2 separate regions of the Oryctolagus cuniculus genome follow, and region 2 is linked to region 1. Evidence: chromatin contacts called from public Hi-C data. All regions are on one chromosome and are shown on one strand. Each heading gives the region's core, a stretch centred on a gene start, on an enhancer-like site or on the middle of the called end of the contact. The rest is flanking DNA. Distances are from core to core; before and after follow the strand shown. Region 1 has its middle 76 kb from the start of ZFP36L1. Region 2 has its middle 9.8 kb from the start of ZFP36L1.

The links. A called contact is a pair of places that touch in the nucleus more often than the background predicts.
Region 2: a contact with region 1 is called in a Hi-C map of an unstated tissue, with 3 times the contacts expected there. The contact joins two enhancer-like sites. A contact is called at or near these places in 3 of 6 Hi-C or Micro-C datasets (psoas muscle, skin fibroblasts and an unstated tissue).

Annotation. Positions count from the first base shown.
Region 1 is chr20:14,611,865-14,618,538 of mOryCun1.1, forward strand. No RefSeq gene overlaps it. Among named protein-coding and RNA genes, the nearest start is that of ZFP36L1, 76 kb to the right of the region's middle. Within about 2 kb of position 3,892, at least 7 of the 8 cell types and tissues checked have an H3K27ac peak or open chromatin away from gene starts, as enhancers often do.
Region 2 is chr20:14,677,578-14,684,365 of mOryCun1.1, forward strand. No RefSeq gene overlaps it. Among named protein-coding and RNA genes, the nearest start is that of ZFP36L1, 9.8 kb to the right of the region's middle. Within about 2 kb of position 2,679, at least 1 of the 8 cell types and tissues checked has an H3K27ac peak or open chromatin away from gene starts, as enhancers often do.

The DNA of each region.
Region 1 (6,674 bases), core at 2,642-5,141:
GCAGAGAGCTGGCCTGGAAGAGGGGCAACCGGGACAGAATCCGGCACCCCGACCAGGACTAGAACCCGGTGTGCCAGTGCCGCAAGGCGGAGGATTAACCTAGTGAGCCGCGGCGCCGGCCAAGCACCATGACTTCTTAAAACTCTGATTTGTTTTTCCTTCCCTTCAATGCTTTGTTCTTTTTTTTTTCCTTTACTATTTATTTATTTATTTATTTGGACAGGCAGAGTGGACAGTCAGAGACAGAGACAGAGAGAAAGGTCTTCCTTTACCATTGGTTCACCCTCCAATGGCCACTGCAGCCGGCGCACTGAGCTGATCCGAAGGCAGGAGCCAGGTACTTATCCTGGTGTCCCATGGGGTGCAGGGCCCAAGTACTTGGGCCATCCTTCACTGCACTCCCTGGCCACAGCAGAGAGCTGGCCTGGAAGAGGGGCAACCAGGACAGAATCCGGTGCCCCGACCGGGACTAGAACCCCGTGTGCCGGCACCGCAAGGTGGAGGATTAGCCTGTTGAGCCACGGCGCCGGCCTGCTTTGTTCTTGATAAGCCTACAGCCAGGATTAGCTGAATGTCTGAACGAACCAACAAGTGTACGGCAGATGTCAAAATCTCCTGAGAAATATGAGCGGACCTTGAAACCAGGAAACAGGTCTTTGTGGGGAAAGCCCCTGGAACAGGCCCGGCAGCACCGCATCCAGGGGTGTGGGACAAGTCACTCAAACTCCAAGGCCTCCCAAGCCTTCGCTGTAGATGCAGTTCGGAGAACTAAGTGAGATGTGGTAACTGGAAGCGCTCGGATTGTGTGCTGTTGTGCAGAACCAGGATCATCAAACGGGATTCTCAACCCAGCTTTCTCCATCTTCAGCCACGTGATGGGCTCGCATCAGTTAACCTAACCAGGCCTCAGTTTTCTCATCTACAAAATGGGAGTAACAATGACACCAACGTTATCAAATTGTCCTAAAATTTAGGACACCTGCGAAACAGCAAAGGTGAGCTTATAGCTCCTCTTCTCTGTGTTGCTAACCTCGGCGCACAGGACACTTCAACAGTCATGGAAAAGGGGAACGGAAAGGTCAGTTTATTTGGGTGCAAAAAAAATTTTGAAATCCCCGTGTGTTCTGTCACAACAAGCATTTTGTGCGGACCTTTTTGAAGACCCCTGTTATTTTCCACCTGGGTTGTTGTTCTGCCGTTGCCCTGACTTGTAAGTAAATTAGGTGATAAGTGATCCCTTGATCCTTTTATTATTATTATTTGATTATGATGATTAAAGCAGGTGGCTGTCTGTTGGGCCAAAGGTCATGTGTGCAAAGCAGCCCCGGGATCACCTCAAGAGGTTCGCTTTATCAGGGACCTGCGCCCAGGGACCTGCGCCCAGCGACCTACCACCCAGGTGCTTGCTCGGCTCAGGTTTCCTTAGACTGTGTCTTTCCCAGGAGCCCCACCCACAGGAGCCTCGCCTTGGAGGAAGTGTGCACGTGAGGGAGGCAGCCACCCTCTCAGGGAAACATGCAGACCCTCCCCCAACAGCCTCTCCCCACCCCCGCACCCTCAAAGCAGCCGGGAGCCCCAGGAGTAGAGCCCACACCACAGAGGGGTTTGCTTTGGTTTTCATCTTAAGATTCCCAAATAGGGCATTGATAGACGCCGTTCACCACTCTTCCTAAGCCTCCATAGCAACCTACTCTGCTTCCCTTGTGGGGGGTGGGCGTTTAGCTCAGCGAGGGTGGCACTCTCCCGCCCCACATCAGAGTGCCTGGCTTTGAGTCCCAGCTCCAGCTCCAGGCTCCAGCTCCCTGACAAGGCTGGGAGCCAGCAGTGATGGTTCAAGTCCCTGGATGCCTGCCAGCCACCCGCACGGAGACCTGGACCAGGTTCCCAGTTCCCAGCTTCAGCCCAGCCCAGCCCCAGCCACAGTGGGCATTTGGGGAGTGAACCAGTGCATGGTAACTGTCTCTGTCTGTCTTTCTCCCTCTTGAATAAATAATTTTATTCAAGAATCTGTCTGATGGGGCCCTGTGCCATGGCGCAGTAGGTTACCCCTCCACCTGCAGTGCCGGCATCCCATATGGGCACCAGTTCTAGTCCCGGCTGCTCCTCTTCCAATCCAGCTCTCTGCTGTGGCCTGAGAAAGCAATGGAAGATGGCCCAAGTGCTTGGGCCCTGCACCCACATGGGAGACCTGGAAGAAGCTCCTGGCTCCTGGCTCCTGGCTTCGGATTGGCGCAGCTCTGGCCGTTGCGGCCATCTGGGGAGTGAACCAACAGAAGGAAGACCTTTCTCTGTCTCTCCCTCTCACTGCTGTAACGCTACCTCTCAAATAAATAAATAATTTTTTAAAAAATTAGGTTGTTTATTTTAAAAAAAGAAAAAGAACCTGTCTGAGCCTTGTGAACTCATGGAGGAAGGGGAATAAATGAAGACCATGAAAGGCACTTGTGGCCGGCGCCGCGGCTCACTAGGTTAATCCTCCGCCTTGCGGCACTGGCACACCAGGTTCTAGTCCCGGTCGGGGTGCCGGATTCTGTCCCGGTTGCCCCTCTTCCAGGCCAGCTCTCTGCTGTGGCCAGGGAGTGCAGTGGAGGATGGCCCAAGTGCTTGGGCCCTGCACCCACACGGGAGACCAGGAGAAGCACCTGGCTCCTGGCTTCGGATCAGCGTGGTGCGCTGGCCGCGGCGGCCATTGGAGGGTGAACCAACGGCAAAAGGAAGACCTTTCTCTCTGTCACTCTCTCTCTCACTGTCCACTCTGCCTGTCCAAAAAAAAAAAGAAAAAAAAAAAGAAAAAGAAAAGAAAGGAGGCACTTGTGTGAGGGTCGGGTTGGGAGCCCTCCCAGCGCACAATCCCAGAGGCGTGACCCCAGAGTCTGGGTGCTCATGACAACATGCTAGGCCCCCTCACCACAAAGGGACAAAGTCCTCTGTCTCTTATCACCCGGGGCCACTGAGGCCCAGCCTGTCCCTAAGCCCCTCTCCCGGCAGGTAGTGCTGGAGACACCGTGGGGCCAGGCTCTGCTCTACGACACGGCTTCAGCAGCTCTCCTGCTCGATATTAAAAATAGCTTTGTCTCTTCCAGCGAGATGAGGCCCGGGAGACAGGCGCCTGCTATTCTAATCTCCGCCTCATGGCTAGCTCTCTGCGGGCTGGAGCATCCGTCAACACTTGCAGGGTGTCCAGTTATAAAGCAGGGCCGGCCCCGGCTGCCTCTGAAGACAGGCTCGGCGGAGCGCTCCTGGGCCGTCCACGAGGCGAATGCGGGCGCCTGCAAAGTCGTGTTCCCACCAGGGACTGAGGAGCAGTGAGGGGTGCCCCCACCCCGCCCCCACACACACAAACTCAGGGGAGCCTGCGTTTCCCAGGCCACAGCCTGCAAGGACTCCCCTTGAGATGCAAACTCAAACAGCACTGGCAATCAGGCGGGGCCTCCCCCTCCCCGCCCCCACCCCCACCTCTCTTCCTCCCCCAAGCCCAGCTTGTACTCTGAAAACTCTAGACCCCGCGGTTGCCAAGGGAACCGAGCCTTTTATTCCATCCCAGTGGCTGGCTGGCTGGCCAGGGCTGAGGAGTGGGGCAACTGGTGCCCAGGCCTTTGGAAGCCCCCATGGGAGCCCCCCTTTTTCCCAGGGCGGGAGGCTGGGTGCACCCCCACTGCCTTTTCACCCAGGCCCAGCTGGGTGGGACAGAGCCCTGGGGCTCTCAGGAGTCCCCCGGCTGCAGCGCCTGGGGAGCCGTCCTGGGGCCCTCCGCTGGCCCTGGCCCTTGCTAGGGGACAATAGCTTCCATGCAAGGGGAAATTCCATCGCCCAGGGTTCAAGTCTCCAAGGAGTTGCTGGGGCCTCTGTTTGGCCAGGAGTGGCTCAGAGGAGCCGCTGCAGCTGCCTGGCTGGTTTCCCCCTCACTGTGTTTTGGTTTTAACCCCTGAGCTGCCAGGGATTGTTTCTCCCCAGCCAGTGCCTGGGAACGAAGAGAGGAAAAGAAATGAGGCTTTGTTCCCTTTGGGGAGCTAATTGGGAGAGACAGGCGGTGTGGTCGGCTCAGCTCCACCGCGGTGGGAGGCTCCCAGCCCTGGCCGCACAGGCTTCCTCACCCCAACCCACACCCAGGAGGCTGGGAGCCTGGGGGTGCTCGCGGTGCCCGTAGGGGCTGGCGGGGGTGGGGGGCGGGGGCAGCACTGCAGGGACAGCTGAGAGCCATTTTCTGGGGCCCAGAAGGTCTCCGGAAATGAGATGCTGGGAGCTGCTCCTCCACCGCGCAAGCCCCACAGAGCGGCTCCTGCTTTTCTCCCCCTACCGTTTCTTCCCAGTCCTGCAGAGGCAAGAAACAGGAACATGAAGACGCTACGTTTGCACGTACTGAGTTAATACATGAGGAACACTTTGCAATCCCACTTATCAAACAGTTCTTTCTACTTGGGAATTTCATTACATTGCAAATCATGCAAATTGGCATGAAAGTCTGGGCCACTGCTCTTTTAAGACCAAGTGGATTCCAGGTAGGGATCCTTAAAGAACCTAGGGATTATCTGGATCCCTTGTAAGAACAGCATTCGCCCCTTCCCAATGTCCAGCGCATTCAAGTAAGGACTGCCCGTGATTTTTATATCGCCCAGGTTATTAATAAATTTTAATATTAATAATCTTCGTGGGTTCTTGCCTTTTACGCAGAGAAGAATTCTGCATGCCGGCTCACATAGACCAGACAACGTGGTCGTTACCTAGTCTGATTGGCAGGTGGGCGTCCAGGTGAGATCAGGTAGGAGCATGGGATCACTCAGGGGGCGTGCTCTCCAGCTTACAAATCTAACCAATTTGATCCTCTCTGTCTGCCTATATCAAGTTCATCAAGAATAATAGAGAGGGGCCGGCACCGTGGCTCACTTGACTAATCCTCCCCCTGCAGCGCCAGCATCCCATATGGGCGCCGGGTTCTAGTCCCGGTTGTCCCTCTTCCAGTCCAGCTCTCTGCTGTGGCCCAGGAGGGCAGTGGAGGATGGCCCAAGTGCTTGGGTCCTGCACCCGCATGGGAGACCAGGAAGAAGCACCTGGCTCCTGGCTTTGGATAGGTGTAGTTCTAGCCGTAGCGGCCATTTAGGGGATGAACCAATGGAAGGAAGACCTTTCTCTCTGTCTCTCTCTCTCACTGAATATAACTCTATCTGTCAAATAAATTAAAGAAAAATAAAAAATATAAAAAATAAAAGAATAATAGAGAAAAGAAACTACTCTTGGGCAGCAAACAATAATGCAAAGGGTATCTCTGTTACCTACGCACACCTGTCTCGTTTCCAAAAGAGGACGCCTGAGCCAGGGCTGTGGCAGCTGGGGAAAGAGAACTACCATGGACTGACTTGGGACACGATGCACAGTCGTGTGCAATAGACAAAAGCCCCATGCAAATCTCACACGGGCAGCCGTAGCTCTGGCTCACCCCCGCCTAGGAGTTCGGCACCGTGACCCTCCAGCCAGCCCTGGTGTGGCAAGACTGTATTTTTAGGAGGCTGTGAGGCATCCTGGGGCAACCCCATGCTCAGGAGAGACACGTCCGTGTGCCTTTTGGGGTTGGGGTTGGGGTTGAGCCCCCACCAACTGGCACTCAGGAATTTCCCGGCCTAGAGACAAAGGCCTGGAGAGTCAGGTGCAGCGGCTGAAGGAGGAGTCAGGTTGGGACTCAGCCCCCTTGAACCTGCAGCGGCTGCCACACCCACTCCCACTCAGTACCAGTGATGCCGAGAGGCAGCCGTGCAGCGTCTTCCGGGGGTGGGTGCTGCACTCGGCCCCAGAACAGGCCCACCACGAACAGGGCTCCCTCTGGGTGTGCAAACAGACGCCCCTAAACCCCATCAGTGTCCACTCCGCCCTGCACCCTCTATTATTTCTTTCAGGTTGGAAGAAAATTGCTGGCTGGAGAGGAGTGGCCAGGGTTAAAACTGAAGCCTCATCGTGGCTGCTTTCACAGCCCCAGAGAAGCCCCTGGTCGGTGCCAAAGTCTTGTGGAATTGAATAGAGCAAGGGGAGAGCTAACCAACCCACCAGAATAGTAATAGCTGACGGTGACAGGGCGGGGGCGGGAGGGGAGCAGGTGTCACACGCCACGGCTGGGCTGAGTGTTTGATGTGCACCCATTTGTTTTAACCTCATGATAACCCCATGAGGTAAGAACTCTTATTTTCCTATTTTATAAACAGGAAACCAAAACTAGGTTGCAAACCAGATGATCTGAAGGGTAGCAACTATCAAGGGGAGGAAGCCAGGGAGGAATCCTACACGCATTTGCTTGGGATCCTGTTGCACGCCCACTGATGGCAACATCGCCCAGCTCGTGTGCAACAGGAAGAAAGATGTGGGGGTCCTCCGGGAAGCTTAAGGAGGTGGCTTGGGAAGTGGGAGACCGCCCCCCAACTCCATCCTGGCTCTGCCCTTCTCCCCATGAGCCCCACCAGCCAGCTCTTCCAGCTCCTGGCTCCATGCTCCTCCCCGATCAGCCGCAAGGTTGCCCAGATCTCTGAGCCGCCTGCCCGTGCTGGCGTGAGGACAGGGAGCCCAGACAGAGCAGAGCTGACGAGCGACTGCTCACTCTGCACCTGAGCCTCCGTGGCCACGTTTCGCTGTTTTGGGAAACAGGTGCTGGTTTTTGTGTTTTTTTCCAGTTCGTGAAGGGCGGCCGCGTG
Region 2 (6,788 bases), core at 1,429-3,928, 64 kb after region 1:
CATCTGACCTGACCACGCACCAAGAGTTCTGCACCTGAGCTGCAGGTGTCACCCTCTGTGCAGGGAGCAGCAGCGGCAGCTCCAAACCTAGGCAGAGCCGCAGGATGCCGAGGGGGAAGCAGACTCCAGGACAGCACGGAACCAGCTTTCACCTGGGGCCCAAAGTCTGAACCGGCTGCCCGCTGCCCCCAGAGCCTCCGTGCACTCTGTGTGGGGGCAGCACACGGGTCAGCAACCGGGGACAGAAGAGGCAAAGGCAGGGTGAGGATCCGTGCTGATGGGCTGCTGTCTCCTTCCTCCTCTCTCCACTCAGGCTAGAGCCCTGAGCGCCTACATTTGCTCCCTTGGACCCCTAGATCCAAGTTGGACCCCTAGAAACAAGTTCTTTGGGTGGAAGGGGGACTGCTGGTTGCAATTGAATCATTACAGCCAATATCTCTCAAGAGGGAAGGCTCCAAGGCAGGCCTCCTGCGTCAGAGCGCCTGGCTTGAGTCCCGCCTACTTGGCGTCCATGCCAGCTTCCTGCCAGTGTGCACCCTGGGAGGCAGCAGCTGATGACGCAAATACTTGGGCCCCCGCCCCCCATGTGGGAGACCTACATTGAGTTCCAGGCTCCTGGCTTTGGCCCGGCCCAGCCCTGGCCGTTGCAGGCATTTGGGGAGTGGACCAGTAGATGGAAGATCTCTCTCTGTCTCTGTCTCTGCCTTTCAAATAAAATGCAAATAAATCACAAAAAAAAAAAAAAAGACCTTGAAACAGGGACCACCAAGCCCAGCAACCATCCTGCTGGCTTCCAGAGCAGGCCCCAAGGTCACGAGTTTCAGGGAGGCGTTGGTGCTGGTAGCTGGTCGGAAAGGCTGCGGCTGCACCCCAGCTTCCCCACCCCCCACCCTCGGGGATTAAACCAGGATTCCCTCCCTCAACAGCCGGGCTGCAGTGCAGCCGACAGGGGCCATTCCCCATGTTGTGCCTCAGTTTCCCTGTCTGTAAAGGAGGCAGGGAAGAAGTCCAGCCTGTGTTTCCCACCCCAGCTCCCTGGGCAGCAGAGGGTGAGCAGAGAGGATGGGGACACCTTCCGGAAGGAGGAGCTGGAAGGAGACACATTCTCCACCAGGATGGGGGGGGTGCTCCAGGGGAGGGGGACAGCAGGGACCTGGACTAGCCGAGCAGCCCATGCAACCCGATGTTTGCTTCCCTCCTCAAGTGGGGGCTGGGAGCCTGGGTGTGGGGGTTGCACAGACCTGGGTCCCGGCTTGGGGGTGTACAGCTGTGCAACTGGGACTGGTAACTTCTCCCTAGCCTGACTTTCCCCGTCTATAAAATGGGGCTAATGGAAGTATTGGCAGGTTCTCTGATATGTGATTGAGTGACAGAGGGCTCCAGCCACTGCTGGCTCCTGTTATTTTTTTCTTACATAAATTTTATTTTTAAAAAAAGATTTATTTTATTTACTTGAAAGAGTTACAGAGAAGAGGTAGAGACAGAGAGAGAGGTCTTCCATCCGCTGGTTCACTCCCCAGATGCCGCAACGGCCGGAGCTGCGCCGATCTGAAGCCAGGAGCCAGGAGCTTCTTCCAGGTCTCCCACATGGGTGCAGGGGCCCAAGGATGTGAACCATCTTCCACTGCTTTCCCAGGGCATAGCAGAGAGCTGGATCGGAAGTTGAGCAGCCAGGACTAGAACCGGCGCCCATATGGGATGCCAGCACTGCAGACCAGGGCTTTAACCCACTGCGCCACAGAGCCAGCCCCTTCTTATGTAAATTTTAAAGTGAACTGCAACAGACACACCACGTGTGACTCGTGTGACTCGGAGACAGGAAACCCAGAGAGCAGGCAGGGCCAGCAAACCACCGGATTACGACACAGAAACACACTGGAGAAGAGGCTCTGTGTCTCTGAGGAGTGAATGCTGGTCCCCACGTTCTCAACAGGGCCTCTGGCCTGGGTCTTCTCACTCCAAAACTCCTTCCTCTGCATCTCATCCGATCCTCACCATAGCCCTGCCGTGTGGGCAGGATGAGTAAGCTTCCTGGGCCCCATGCTTAGAGGAGAAAAACAAGTCTCAGAGAAGCTAAGCAACTTGCCCAAGGTCACACAGCTTGTCCGTGGTTGAGCAGGGTCAGAAACCCAGGCCTACCGGAAGGGGCTGGAATGAGACTAAGCAGGCGAGGTGCCCCGGCTGTGAGACTGAAGGCCCTCACAGGGCGGGAGTTCAGCCTGCTGGGTAAGACGCTGGTGAAGGCGCCCGCATCCCACATGGGGTGCCTGGGTGTGATCCCAGCTCCAGCTTCCCACCAGTGCAGACCCTGGGAGGCAGCAGTGCTGGCTGGAGGAGCTGACTCCCCACCGCCCACAAGGGAGACGCAGATAAGAGTTCTTGGCTCCTGGCTTTGGCCTGGCCTAGCCGAATGTCTTGTTGTGGGCATCTGGGGAGTGAATCAGCAGATGGGATCTCTCTCTCCCCCCCATATTAAATATTTAAAACAAACAGAAGGCTTTCCCTTGCACCCCAGACACGCCCCCCCAATGCTGCCTCAAGCTGTGCCCTCCCCAGAACACTGAGGTCCCCAGAGCCTGCCACAGCCAGATCTTCTGACCGTGCTGGGTGTCTCCCATGAGGAGCCAAGAACACGTCCCCAGAGCCCTGCTGCAGGATCGGAGGCTGGAGGGCTGCTCTTCCATGTACCCTTGAGCCTGAAGGCCAGGAAAACAGGCTGGGTCAGGCAGGCCGCCACCCCCACAGCCCACCTCTGCCAGCCAGGCCTCTCTGTGGCCTCACAGCTACCATCGGGCTCAGGGAGGGTGGGCTGGGACCGGCAGGAGAGTGGCCCACATGGCTGACTCCCAGGACAGTGACTCCTGGATGCTGGCCTGACAGCCACAGGTCTCCTGTCTCCAGCCCCTGGGAGCCCAGCCATCTGGGGCTTGGCTTCCCTCCGCCTCCGACAAAGTGTGGGAGGTGCCCACTTGCTACGGGAGATTTATTTTGAACCCACAAAGAGAAATGTGGGTGACTGCGTGTATTCATGAGTCACCCTGCTTGTGCCTGGCTGGCTGTGGATGCGGCTTTCTCTGAAGAGAAGCTGCATCTGTTCACGGAGTGGCCGTAGGGCTTAGGGGACTCGGTGCAACCACCCACTAAGTCAAAGGCCCCTCTCCCCAGACAAGTTTCTCACCTGCTCCAGGTCCATTCCCTTCTTCCACAAAAAGGGGCCCAAACTGGTACTGACACTGTGTGATTGCCGCTACCACAAAACCAGCCACGGTTTGTCACATGTCTAACAGGCCAGGTACTACTCTCTCTTTTTTTTTTTTTTTTTTTTTTTTTTTGACAAGCAGAGTGGACAGTGAAAGAGAGAGAGAGACAGAGAGAAAGGTCTTCCTTTACCGTTGGTTTACCCCCCAATGGCCGCTGTGGCCGGCACACCCCACTGATCCAAAGCCAGGAACCAGGTGCTTCTCCTGGTCTCCCATGGGGTGCAGGGCCCAAGCACTTGGGCCATCCTCCACTGCACTCCCTGGCCACAGCAGAGAGCTGGCCTGGAAGAGGGGCAACCGGGACAGAATCCGGCGCCCCGACCTGGACTAGTACCCGGTGTGCCGGTGCCGCAGGCGGAGGATTAGTCTATTGAGCCGCGGCGCCGGCCATACTCTCTTCTTTTTGTTTGCCTCTTGCATGCAGTATTGGAAACTCACACAGATCTGTAGGTGCTTAGTTCTGAGACGTACACCGCACAGAGGAAACTTGTGCAGATCGTCAGGCACAGCTCCGTGAACTTCGATGCGCTCCCTCTGTCTTCCCATCAATCTCTGTCATCCTAGGTGGGGTCTGCCCGTTTGTGGCCTTCGTGGGTGTGAACTCCTACGCTATGGGCTCTTTGGGGGCTGCCGCTTCTCACTCAGCTTTACCTTCCTGCAGCTCTTCGGAGTGGTTGTATCTGGTCATGTGCTCTCTGGTGTTGCTGTATGGGACTCCGGGTGTGACTCTAAACCAGGTGTATTGTAGGAGCAGCATCAGCGTTCTAGCTTGCAAATGGCAGGGCTCTGGTCTGCTTACTGAGTTTTATTATCATTTAAATGAGTCTATGTAATATTTATTTATTTAAGGCAGAGTGGAAAAAAGAGAGAGAATGGTAGAATCTTCCATATGTTGGTTCAATCTCCAAATGCCCACAACAGTCCGGGATAAGTCAGCTTGAAGCCAGGAGCTCAGAAGCCAATCCGGGTCTCCCATGTGAGTGGCAGGGACCCCCAGTCCATGAGCCATCACTTGCCGCTTCCCAAGGTGTGCATTAGCGGGAAGCTGGGTTGGAAACAAAGTTGAAACTCAAACTCAGGCGCTCAGAAATGGGCTGCACGTGCCCCAGGCAGGGGCTTAACCACTGCACCCCCAAAACACCCATTCCTGCCCACTGGGTTTTTAGCTTAAGGTCACAGAGGCTGAGCCAGGACTTGAACCCAGATCCCTCAGACTCCAAAACCAGCTCCTTACCATGGGCGACAGAGCTCCCATCTCCCTAGAGCAGGGGAGCAGCAGAAATGAACTCTGCCTACGTGGTCAGGAGCTCCCTCTCCGTGAGGTTCAGCCGGGAGTCAGGGGGCAGTTACCTGACTGGGCTCGGGGGTGAACAAATTGGCCGTCACCAATATTTATTTTCACCGTACCCCCGGCGGGTAGCACAGGTACAGTCGTCACAGCCCTGTACCTTGAGACCTGGGCTCTGCCAGGATTTTGAAACAAGTGCAAATAGCCCGAACGTGGAGGAGATTCCTGTCCACTGACCAACAGTGGCTCTCCGTGGGCAGCCCCTGCCCCAGCTCCCCAGACACCGGTTTCCTTGTCAGTAACCCACACTGGAACTCTTTCAAAAAGCACGGTCAGCCCTTAGACCAGGCACCTCCAAGAGGTGCGTCCCCCCGTGCTGACCTGACCGGGAGAAGAGGCAAGGTTTCGTTCTGCTTCCCAGGTCTGGGACTCCCTGCTGGCCGCTGCAGAGGCGGGCAGGGCCTTCAGAAGAGGGGGAGGGGTGGGCAAGAGCTGGCTGCCCACCCGCCTCCTACTCTGAACTGAGGTAGCCTCCGGCCAACCTAGCCAGACATGACTCAATGGTTGGCTAGCGCAGGGGTGGGGGGCCCCAGGGGAAGAAGGGCACAAGGCCAACTCCCCAAGGCGGCCCTGGGGCACCCTCTGGTCTGTGGATCATTAACGAAGCCAACTCACGGCAAGCAGAGAAGGGGAAAGTCCAAGGGGGTGGCCTGCCCCACCTCCCGGGTCCCCTCCTCCCAACACTGCAATCTTGAGCCTCGTGGGGCGTGAGTTCATGACATTGGCTGGAGGGTGTGTGCTGAGCCATCCAACCCTACTGGTTGCTTGTGGGGCTCCAGCAGGTTCTGCACTAAGGGCCAAGGGAGCCGGCAGCTAACCTGGTCAATGTGCAGTTACTGTGTGCCAGGGACAGTGCCAAGTGTGCTCTGTGTCCCAGACACTGCAGGGGCGAAGCCCACCGTGGGGCTGGCCTGCCTGGGCAGGAGTCCTGACACTTTCTCAGTGTGACAAGTCTGAACTTCTCGGCCCCCCAGTGTCTCCATACATGAAACGGGGGACTTCTTCCTTGAGTCACTGTGAGTGAAGACACAGGTTCTTAGAAGAACCCGCAACACTTAGGAAGAACTGACACAGCGACGGGGTCATCTGCTCGCCACAGTAACCCCTTGGGATCGGCTGAAAAGCCCAAGGCTGACTCATTCACCCATCGGAGCTGGGATTTGAACTCTGGTCCAAGGGCCCCAAGGTCCCTTCTTCCTCCTGCTGTGACCTCTCTGCCCCTTCGGGAACCGGTGCTTCATGATCCAATGGACTCCCACACCCATTCATTCTAAGTCCGCCCCAGGGCCCAGGCCAGGGGCTGGGGAAGGGGACTTTGTGCCCATGAAATCGACCAACAAAGCAAGCTTGACCCTTCTGCCCCACTGCCCTTCGACTCCCACGGGAGCACGAGACGGGGCGGGGGTGGGGTGGGTGGGGTGTCGCCTGTCAGTGCTGGGTGCGCATTGCTCCCATGCTGCCAGCCTAGAGCACTGGGCAGCTGTGGAGGCCCGTTGTCTTCTAACCGCCTAGGAAAACCCACGGGCCGCCCCGAGTAGATGCAGACCATCTCGTCCACCTTCCAAGAGCTAGATGGTGGTGCCCGTGCCGTGGCGTAGCAGGTAAAGCCAGTCTGCAGCGCCCGCATCCCGTGTGGGCACCAGTTCAGTCCTGGCTGCTCCACTTCTGATCCAGCTCCCTGCTTGTGCGCCTGGGAGAGCAGCAGAGGAAGGCCCAGGTGCTTGGGTCTCTGCATCCACACGGGGGATCCGGAGGAAGCTCTTGGTTCTTGGCTTCGGATCGGCCCAGCTCCAGCCGTTCGTGCATTTGGGGAGTAAACCAGCAGATGGAAGACCTCTCTCCCTCCTTCTCTCTCTCACTTTGCCTTTCAAATAAATAAAGCTTTAACAAAGAGAGAGAGAGAGGTAGATGGTACAAGATCAGGCTCATGGGCCTGGGTGGTCTAAACCCCGTGGAGTCACCCTGGTGAAGCTAAGGCCTGGGGACCGTCAGTGTGTCACAGGGAGCCCCCTCTTCCCTTTACACCCACCCCTTCCTGCCTGCCGGGGCCTCCTGCAGCCAGTGACTCATCTGTGTGACCCAACCCCAGGGGCTGGCTCTGATGGAGGAAATACAGGGCTCTGGGGAAGCGCTCTTGGCCCCCCCGACCCGGTCAGCGGCCCTGCCAAAGGCCCACGTAC